Linked DNA regions of Sus scrofa: all the other regions are linked to region 3. The links are chromatin contacts, called in public Hi-C and HiChIP or PLAC-seq maps. All regions are on one chromosome and are shown on one strand. The core of a region is the stretch at or near the end of the contact, and the rest is flanking DNA. Distances in the headings are between cores, read along the strand shown.

Region 1 (2,700 bases), core at 141-2,640, 400 kb after region 3:
AAGACACTATATTACACTAAGCTTTGCTTTTCTCACCTAAATGGGGTTGACAACGCCTGCCTTGCAGGGTGAAGTGAAATAATGAATGAGTTACACAGAAGGTCTTGGACTTGGTAGGTCAAATAGTAACCCCCTACAAGGAAAAAAATGTTGAGTCTGTACCTTTTTCATCTAGCTTGGTATATGACAACCCTTCACCTTCCTCTTCCCAGTCCCGGATCTGGCTGCCTCCCATGGTTTCTATATTTAGCAAAGTGACACCCCCCCTTCCCCCAACCTCTACCTCCCTCCAAAAAAAGCCACCAAGAAACCGTGGTTCCTTCTGGGCTCCCTTCGGAATTCCAGTGACCTTGGAATACCTAATTCATCTCGCCAACCCTGCCTCCCCCCAACACTCACAGCCCTCCGTAGTGCCGGGGTCAAATGAACAAAAACCCAACTGTCACGGTCACGAAGGAGACCGTGAAAATGACGGAGCGGTGTAATAGGGTTTGGAAGTGTACCTTTGTTTTCAAAAATTAAAGTCTACCGCAGACTCTTAACCCCTATTCTGCAGCGAGGAAAGCAGGAAGATCTAGGCAAGTAAGTTTTGCGACTTGTTTCCAAATATTTTCCCTCCATCTGGATTCAATACAAAGACCGGCGCACTGAGGCCCCTGGAGCTGCAGGCTGCTTTTGCTATTAGACAGACCCACCTCCCACACCCTCAGCACCCAGGGACCCACCGAGGCGCACACGGCGGTGCTGACGCTCACTCAGCACGCGGAATACGCGGGATGCGCAGGGGTCCCCGCGCTCGCCCCCACCCCGGGGCTGGCTGCGGCCGGCGCTGTGCCTCACCTGTCTTGAAGACCATCTTGTCATCGTCCTTGGACCCGAAGGTCTTCAGCATAGACACGAAGAGCACCCCGCAGGCGTTCTGGAAACCGAACACCGACCCGTTGCACCACATGGCTGCCAGCATCACCACCCAGCCCCAGCCGCCCTCAGGGGGTTCAGGGGGCTCGGCGCCCGCCGGCCCCACCAGCTCTACCTCCACCTTCTCCGCCGCCACTGCCTCCGGGCCGTCCAAGGGTCCCGAGCCAGGCAACGGAGCGGCCCCCAGGGGCGCGGGGCCGGCCGGCTGCGCCTCGCTCGTTCCCCGCGCAGCGGCGGGCTCCTCCTGGGAGCGCACCATGGCCCGAAGCGGCCCCCTTGGGCGCCGGGGAAAGCGAGGGGCACGAGTTCCCGGCGAACTCGCGGAGGAGCCGCCGACTTGGGCTGGCGGGCTAGTGAGGCCGAGGCAAGGGCAGTGGAGCCCCCGGTGGGCGGGCGGCGCAGGGATTAAACTCAGGCCTCCCAGGCTACCGCCCCGCACCCGGACTGAACAGGCAGCCCGGCCGCCGGCTCTTAAAGACGCCCCCCGCCCCGCCGCCTGGGGGCGTGGCCGGCGGCGGGACCTGCCCCGGAATCTCCAGATGATTGGGCTTCCTGAGAGCGCAGGGGGCCCACCCCCCGCCCACCGCGCGCGGACCAGGTGCCTGCGGGTGGCTGAATCTGCGCGCGCGCCTGCGAGAGGTCCTCCTCCTAGAGGGGGTCACAGATGTCTAGGTCACGCCGCCACAAAGTGTTAACGGAAGGGGCGCGTCTCCTCCTAGGTGCAGGTTGGGTGGGTCATGGGGACCACACTACCGAACTTCTTTAGCCTCAGCTCACTGACAGCCTCACGACCAAACATCGTCTCTTTGTTTTCTTTTTGTTTTGTTTCTTGGCATTAACCTCTTATTACTAATCATAATATATAAGATACGTCATGCCACCTGCTTACTTAAAAAGAAGTCGGAAAGATCGGAGGCCTTATCTAATTTCTCCTGGATTCGTATATGATTTGCCGTGAATATTTGGCATGTTGAACGGGCTCATTTTGAAAGACAGACTGGTCTTCCAGTAACAAATACCAAGTTCTTCAAATAACACACGTTTTTGACAGACAGCTAGAAAACATTAAACTGCAGCACAATTGTTTGCACTTTAAACAAAAGCTAACACCTGTATTCAACTCCTCTGTCTCCCTGAAGCATGGAGCAAAAACATATGTAAAAGAAAGAAGAGTAACTAGTTATGCGGTGTTGAGTACAATTCTTTCTCAGTTACTCGGATTCTTCACTTCAAAGTCAAAATATGCTAGTTACCATACTTTATGACGGAGTACACAAATGAGTGTGAGTGATCATATTTGTCTCTGCCCATTCAAAACACTGGTAGGAAGAAGTTCTGAGAAAGGAACATGTATTCCTTCAAAACAGTAAAGAAGAGCTTCTGCAGCAAATAGCTTTTGAGCTGAGTGCTGAATCATACAGGGAACTTCAGTGGACAAAGATAGGGGAAGAGCATTCTAGGTAGCGAGAATAGCACAAGCTAAGGGAAAGCAGTTTGCTTGAGGAACAGGGAGCAAAGCTCAAGAATAATATATCTAAGGGATGGGGTTAGAATGGTAAACTAAAGAACAGTCTTATACGGAGTTCTCGTCATGGCTCAGTGGTTAACGAACCTGACTAGCATCCATGAGGACATGGGTTCGATCCCTGGCCTTGCTCAGCTGGTTAAGGATCCGGCGTTGCCGTGAGCTGTGGTGTAGGTCGCAGATTCAGCTCGGATCCCGCGTCACTGTGGTTCTGGTGTAGGCCAGCAGCTCCAGCTCCGATTAGACCCCTAGCCTGG
Region 2 (2,936 bases), core at 306-2,805, 480 kb after region 3:
CAGAGTTTAAAAATTCTCCTCCAGATAAAATGTCAAGGACATACAGTTTCTAATCATTTACTAGTTGATAAAGATACATATTTTTCCGTCAAATCAAGAGAGATTTATGCGTCTACATGGCAATAAAAGTGCTATAAGCTCTGTATTCCATGTGATTTACTTCTCACCAGTAAGTAAGGTAAATAACACTCTGTACATTTTACTACTGTTTGTCCCCCAATGAGACAGTAATCTAGTCTTATTCATCTGTGTAGCCCTCATACCTGGAGGAATATACAGCAGATACACAAAAATCTCTGAATTAATGACCAAAAGAAAAATTTGTCCTTTTGATTACATGTTGGTCTGTTTTCGATTTTTAGGGCCGCACCTGCGGCATATGAAGTTCCCAGGCTAGGGGTCAAACTGGAGCTGCAGGTGCTAGCCCATGCCACAGCCACGCAGGATCCGAGCTGCGTCGGCGACATACCTAAGCCGCAGCTCACCTCAAGGCCGGATCCTTAACCCACTGAGCGAGGCCAGGGATGGAAACCACATTCTTATGGGTAACAGTCTGGTTGGTTACCGCTGAGCCAGGATGGGAACCCCCTGATTACATGTTAACCCAGGTTACACGCAAGAAAAGCATGGCAAGTAACAGCAGAACTATTTGAGAGATGGATTACTATTTCCTGAAGGAATTTAAAATAGACATTCAAGAATAACTAAGAACTGTACAAGTTTGGGAGAAAGAGAAAAAGCTAATGATGGAAGTTCCTTGGTGGCCTAGTGGTTAAAGACTCCGCTGTTGTCACTGCTGTAGCTCGGGTTCGATACAGGGCCCCGATGCGGGGCTAAACGGAAAAAAAAGAAAAAGCTAATGAGAATGTCTACTTGCTGAAGCAAAGGCTTTGTATACATTCTTGCAAATAATCCTCAGTTTCCTGAAGTACGACTATTATGAACACTATTTTATAGAGCAACTGAGACTTAGGGAGATTAAAAGGACCAGACACAAAGCTTTACGGTGGACACGCCTGGACTGTCGCCTAAATCTGTCAGATTCTGCGGCCTGTGTTCGGAACCCCTCCCTCTACCACTTTCCTCACACTTCTGTGGAAGCCAAGACATTTCCAATTGGCTACCACACAAGCGTCCAATGCCCCCGTACCACCTCCACCCAGCGGCTCCCACTCGTGGACTTTCCGGCTCTTCGTCTCCCTGCAGCATCCACAGAGGGAGCGCCAGGCTAATGCATAGATCCGCCCGGACCGGAACGGTTCTAAGGCAAGTGTGCGGCCAGGAAGAGCTGGAGACAGAGGCTCTACCACTCCGTTCTGCTACAGGAACCCCCTGCCCAACGTTACCCAGGGAAGGGGCCTAACGCACTTACACAACTCGATCCAAAGCGTCCATCGCTACCGCAACAAGAAACAGATGAATGCACGTGTACCGCTCACTACAATGCCGGGCTTTGGCAAGGGCGGAACTGGCGGATCCGCGGAACCGGAACTTGTGCGCTACGTCACTTCCTGGGGCCGCCCCGCCACGGAAGCCTAGAGACACTAGCGGCCGTTTTTGATGAAATCGCGCTCTGTTACCTTGGTTACAGGTTCCTGCCTGGGTTTTTTTCTGGAAGTACCTCTAGGAGCTTGATGAACACACCTGTATGTATAGCGGACTCATCTATTCAAGGACCAGGTGTTAGTGATCTGGGAATCCCCTCGGGATGCTAGAAAGGTTGATGTCAATAGATACATTATACTAAAGTTATCAGTGAAATGCGCTTTTTCTTTTTTTTTTTTTTTTTATTTTGCTTTTTAGGGCCGCACCTGTGGCATATGGAGGTTCCCAGGCTAGGGTTCAAATCGGAGCTGCAGCCGCCAGCCTATACCACAGCCACAGAAACGGAGGATCCAAGCCTCGTCTGCGACCTACACCACAGCTCACTACCACCCCTGCTCCTTAAACTCTGAGCCAAGCCAGGTATCCAACCCGCAACCTCATAGTTACTAGTCTGGTAGGTCAACCACTGAGCCAAGATGGGAATTCCTAAAATGTGCACTACTGACATAAATGCAATACCAGTAAAGCAGAGTTTATAACAGTGCCTGGCACGTAAGAGGTGTCCATAATATAACAGCTCTTAATCGTTATTTTTCCCCAAAATTGCAAATTGCTGTATACTTCACTTACTATAAGTTATCCCTGTAAAGTGTACAATTTAGTGTCTTTAGTGTATTTACAAAGATGTACATCCATCACCACTATCTAATTACAGAACATTTTATATCACCTATCTCCTAACCTAGTAGCACTCAGCCATTTCCACTCTTTTTTTTTTTTTTGCCCCTTCTACAGAATGTAAAAGTTTAGGGACCAGGGAACCCCCCCCCCCACATCCTGGGGCAAGTGAAGTGACCCAAAAGCATCCACCTGATCCATAGCAGTGACTTAGCCCACTGGGCCACCAGGGAATTCTCCCACTTTCCGCTCTTACCTCCCCTGAGCTATGTCTGGGTAGATGTACCTATTGAGAACACAGCATATAAATGAATTTATACAATATGTGTCCTTTTGTGTCTGGCTTATTTCACTTACTGTGTTCATATATGTTCACATGTTTTCATACAGGGTCATATGTGTTGATGCATGTATCAGTACTTAATTCTCAGTACACTTTTTTTTTTGGCTGCACCTGTGGCATATGGAATTTCTCAGGCCAGGAATCAAATCCAAGCCACAGCTGCAACTTATGCTGCAGGTGCAGTTAATTCTTAATCCACTGAACCACAGCAGGAACTCCTCAGTGCATTCTTTATGTAGGACAAAATAATTGTCAATTCTATAGATACGTAATGTTTATCCATTCAAAAATGTTTCCACCTTTTTATTATGGATTATGCTGCTTTCAATATCCATGTACAGGGTTTTTGTTTAGATTTTCTCCAATTCTA
Region 3 (2,935 bases), core at 148-2,647:
AATAACATGCGTGAAAGAATCTCTAATTTGGGTAAACTGAATATAACTGTCAAAGGTCGTAATTAAGTGGTATATTTCAAACTTGAAACCACGGTTCTGTCTCCTACTGCTTAAATCTTTTTGTTGGGAAGATTTGTGGATTTTTAAGAGGAACTCTCGTTTCACAGATGAAGAAACTGAGGCCCCAAGAAACCAATTTATTTGTCCAAGGTCACACCCAATATTAGGGATCAAGTCAGACAAAACGCCAACGGTTCCAATAAAATGGCCAACCCAGCCCCATCTGCTCCTACCCTTTTTTTCTGGATTTCACAACTGCACCCCTAGCCCCCCTCCTTTCTGGATAAAGTTGTTTTGTCTAACGGTTCTTCCCCGCCCGCTCCCTTTTGCTTTTATGCCTTAGGGTAGTAAAACCTCACACCAACTGTTAATGAATAACATTGTGAGCCCACATCTGACGCAGTGACTTTCAGGGGCTTTTTCCCTGGCCGAAGATTTCGCTGAAAGGTTCTTAATCCTACATTCCGCCGGGGAAGAGAGGAGAGGGAGAGGAGGAGGGAGGTCACCGGGAAATGACAAGTCCGTACATGTTCAGGCGCGCGCCCAGGACGCAGCCTACCGGCCCCGGGGAGGAAACTAGGCGGGGGATACTAAGGCGAGAAGAAAGGAAAGGGGCGGGAGAAAAACACCGTGGTGGGAAATCCCTGTGCACTGGATCTGCCAACCCCTGGCAAAGCCGAACATAGCCGAACGTGAATAAATCTCATTAAGCTGCTGGGCGCAGACACTGCAGCACCACGAAGGAGGGGGCGCGGCGGCTCGCGCCGTACGTCCGGGAGGGAGCGCCGGGGCGGCCCTTTTATAGGCCGCAGCCCGCGCTCAGGCGCCCGCCCCTCGCACCGCCCCCGGGCCACGCGCGGGTCTGCCGCGCTACCTGAGAAGGGCTGTTGGTGTCAGCCGCTCACCCTCCCGCGAGGCCGCGGCGGCACGAGATCTGCGCCTTGTCTCCCCGCCCCCCCCGCGGGCGGGTTCTCTTACCTTGTAAAAAGCTGTTTCCGCGGCTGCCCCCGCCTTCTCTGCAGGATGTGAAATGGCGGTCGGCGAGGCGAGCGCGAGCACTGCGGCTCAGGCCAATCCCTCCTCGCCACCAAAACGGCCCTGAACACTGGCGCCCCCCTCCCGCCAGGCCCTCGGAGCCCATCCATGACATCGGCGCTCCGCCCCCCCCCCTCCTCCGCGGCCCCTCACCCAGGTGGCCGTGCCCACCGGCCGAGTCATCGATCCCCCCAGCCGGTCGCGAACCCAGCTTGACGGCAGCCTCCTCCCTCGCCGCTTGCCCGAGGGCGGGGGAGAAACCACCTTCTCGACCCCCGCCTGGGTGTCCCGGTCGGGCGCCCGCCCAGCTCCCTCCCTTTCCCGCCGCGTCCCCTCCCCCAACTACTCACAGCCCTCCCTTCGCCACACACTCAACCCCCTTCTCCCCTCCCCCAGTGGTTGCGTCCGTGACATCATCATCATGGCAACAAGAGCTGCAGCCTGGGACCGAGGAGCCCGTGTGATTCCCGGCGGCGGCGGCAGTGGTGGCAGCACCAGCAGCAGCACCGACGAAAGCGTGAGGGCTTCTCTCCTGTCGCCCCTCGCCGGGTGCTCCTGAGGAGGCGGCCGCCTTGCCACACAGCCCCGCCCGCCGCCGCTGCTCGCGTTGTCGGAGTGTGAGAGGAGGGGGCCGAGCCGCGGAGGGGAGGGGGCGCCGCCGCCACCGTTGCTGTGGGGCCGCCGCTGCGGAAGGAGCCGCCGCTGCCAGGTCGCTAGTGAAGAGAAGGCGGTGGCGGCGGCGGCGGCGGCGAACATGTTCTCAGTGAGGATCGTGACTGCCGACTACTACATGGCCAGCCCGCTGCAGGGGCTGGATATCTGCCAATGCCCCCTCACCCAGGCCCCTGTCAAGAAGGTGCCGGTGGTGCGAATCTTCGGAGCGACCCCGGCAGGTAAGCGGGCGCGGGGCGCGGGCGTGAGCGGCGGGCGCCGGGGCAGCCCTCCCCGCCGCGCACTCGCGCGCACGCCACCGGCCCTTTCGGCGGACGGCTGCCGCGACTTCCCTCCCCTTCACCCTCGTCGCTTTTCCTCACGCGCGTGACAGAGGCGCAAAAATGTGGGTCCGCGCGAGCGCGACGGCCCTCCCCCCATCCAGCCTGTGGCGGGGAGGCGGCGGGCGCCGACTGTTTACACTGCGTGCGGCGGTCGCTTGCCGAGTCCGCATACGGGGTCGCGGGCAGGCGGGCGCCGCTCTCGCCCCGGAGGACTAGCCGGGTGGCCGCGCCGCGTCCTCCTCGAGTGGGTGCGCAGGGCTGCGCTCTGAGATCGGTCGCTGGTGGGGCACCCTCTGCGTCTCCCAAGTGCCCCTTGCTGGCAATGGCCTTAGGTCGTGTGGGGAAGTGTCACCTCTGTCGTCAGTCCTTCCTCGTCGCCTTTTCTCAGCAGCGCTCTCCTCTGCCCTTTCTGGAGATGCCGAGGGCTGAAGGGGGGCGCCTGGGGCCAGCGGATCTTTCTCATTGAAGTGACCATGTGGTTCTGCTGTGAGTGCAGTCATAACTCCTTAGAGTTGAAAGCCTCAGAGTCGGAATAGGGCTGCCTCCCCAGGTGCATGGCTTTCAGGGAAACGTGTATCCACGGAAGTAGGAAATGCGTGTTTATGTTGCCTAACATAAAACATCCCACTTAATAGCGTGAATATCTTAGGAACCACAGCTAAACCCAGCGACGCAAACATTAAAGAAAATGCCTCTCTGCTGGGTTGTAGGATTACATTTTAAATACACATACGTTTAAGACAAAAACTATTTTGAAGAACAAGTGGGGCGGGGAGACAGAAGCCACGTTCTCTAAAGCTCTTGGGCATTTATGATACTATAAATAGCATAGTGGCCAAATTTAC

The links. A called contact is a pair of places that touch in the nucleus more often than the background predicts. HiChIP or PLAC-seq counts read pairs in DNA pulled down with a chosen protein or histone mark.
Region 1: a Hi-C map of heart right ventricle shows a contact between it and region 3, with 2.4 times the contacts expected there. The contact joins the promoter of SLC16A10 here to the promoter of REV3L in region 3. A contact is called at or near these places in 2 of 47 Hi-C or Micro-C datasets (embryonic fibroblasts and heart right ventricle).
Region 2: a contact with region 3 is called in an H3K27ac HiChIP or PLAC-seq map of alveolar macrophages. The contact joins the promoter of RPF2 here to the promoter of REV3L in region 3. A contact is called at or near these places in 1 of 47 Hi-C or Micro-C datasets (epiblast stem cells) and 1 of 2 datasets of contacts at active chromatin or transcription factors (alveolar macrophages).

Annotation. Positions count from the first base shown.
Region 1 is chr1:76,997,049-76,999,748 of Sscrofa11.1, reverse strand. SLC16A10 (monocarboxylate transporter 10) reads right to left here and starts at 1,390. Exons shown (of 6, transcript XM_021091212.1): 1 at 841-1,390. The coding sequence starts at 1,177.
Region 2 is chr1:76,915,733-76,918,668 of Sscrofa11.1, reverse strand. It overlaps RPF2 (ribosome production factor 2 homolog), which reads right to left and starts at 1,555. Exons shown (of 9, transcript XM_021091234.1): 1 at 1,373-1,555.
Region 3 is chr1:77,399,013-77,401,947 of Sscrofa11.1, reverse strand. REV3L (DNA polymerase zeta catalytic subunit) reads left to right here and starts at 1,397. Exons shown (of 33, transcript XM_021091241.1): 1 at 1,397-1,988. It overlaps LOC102167874, which reads right to left and starts at 1,851. Exons shown (of 5, transcript XM_021084615.1): 1 at 1,552-1,851; 2 at 1,249-1,411; 3 at 1,039-1,076. The coding sequence starts at 1,851. LOC110260596 (a long non-coding RNA gene) reads right to left here and starts at 1,030. Exons shown (of 2, transcript XR_002343829.1): 1 at 935-1,030.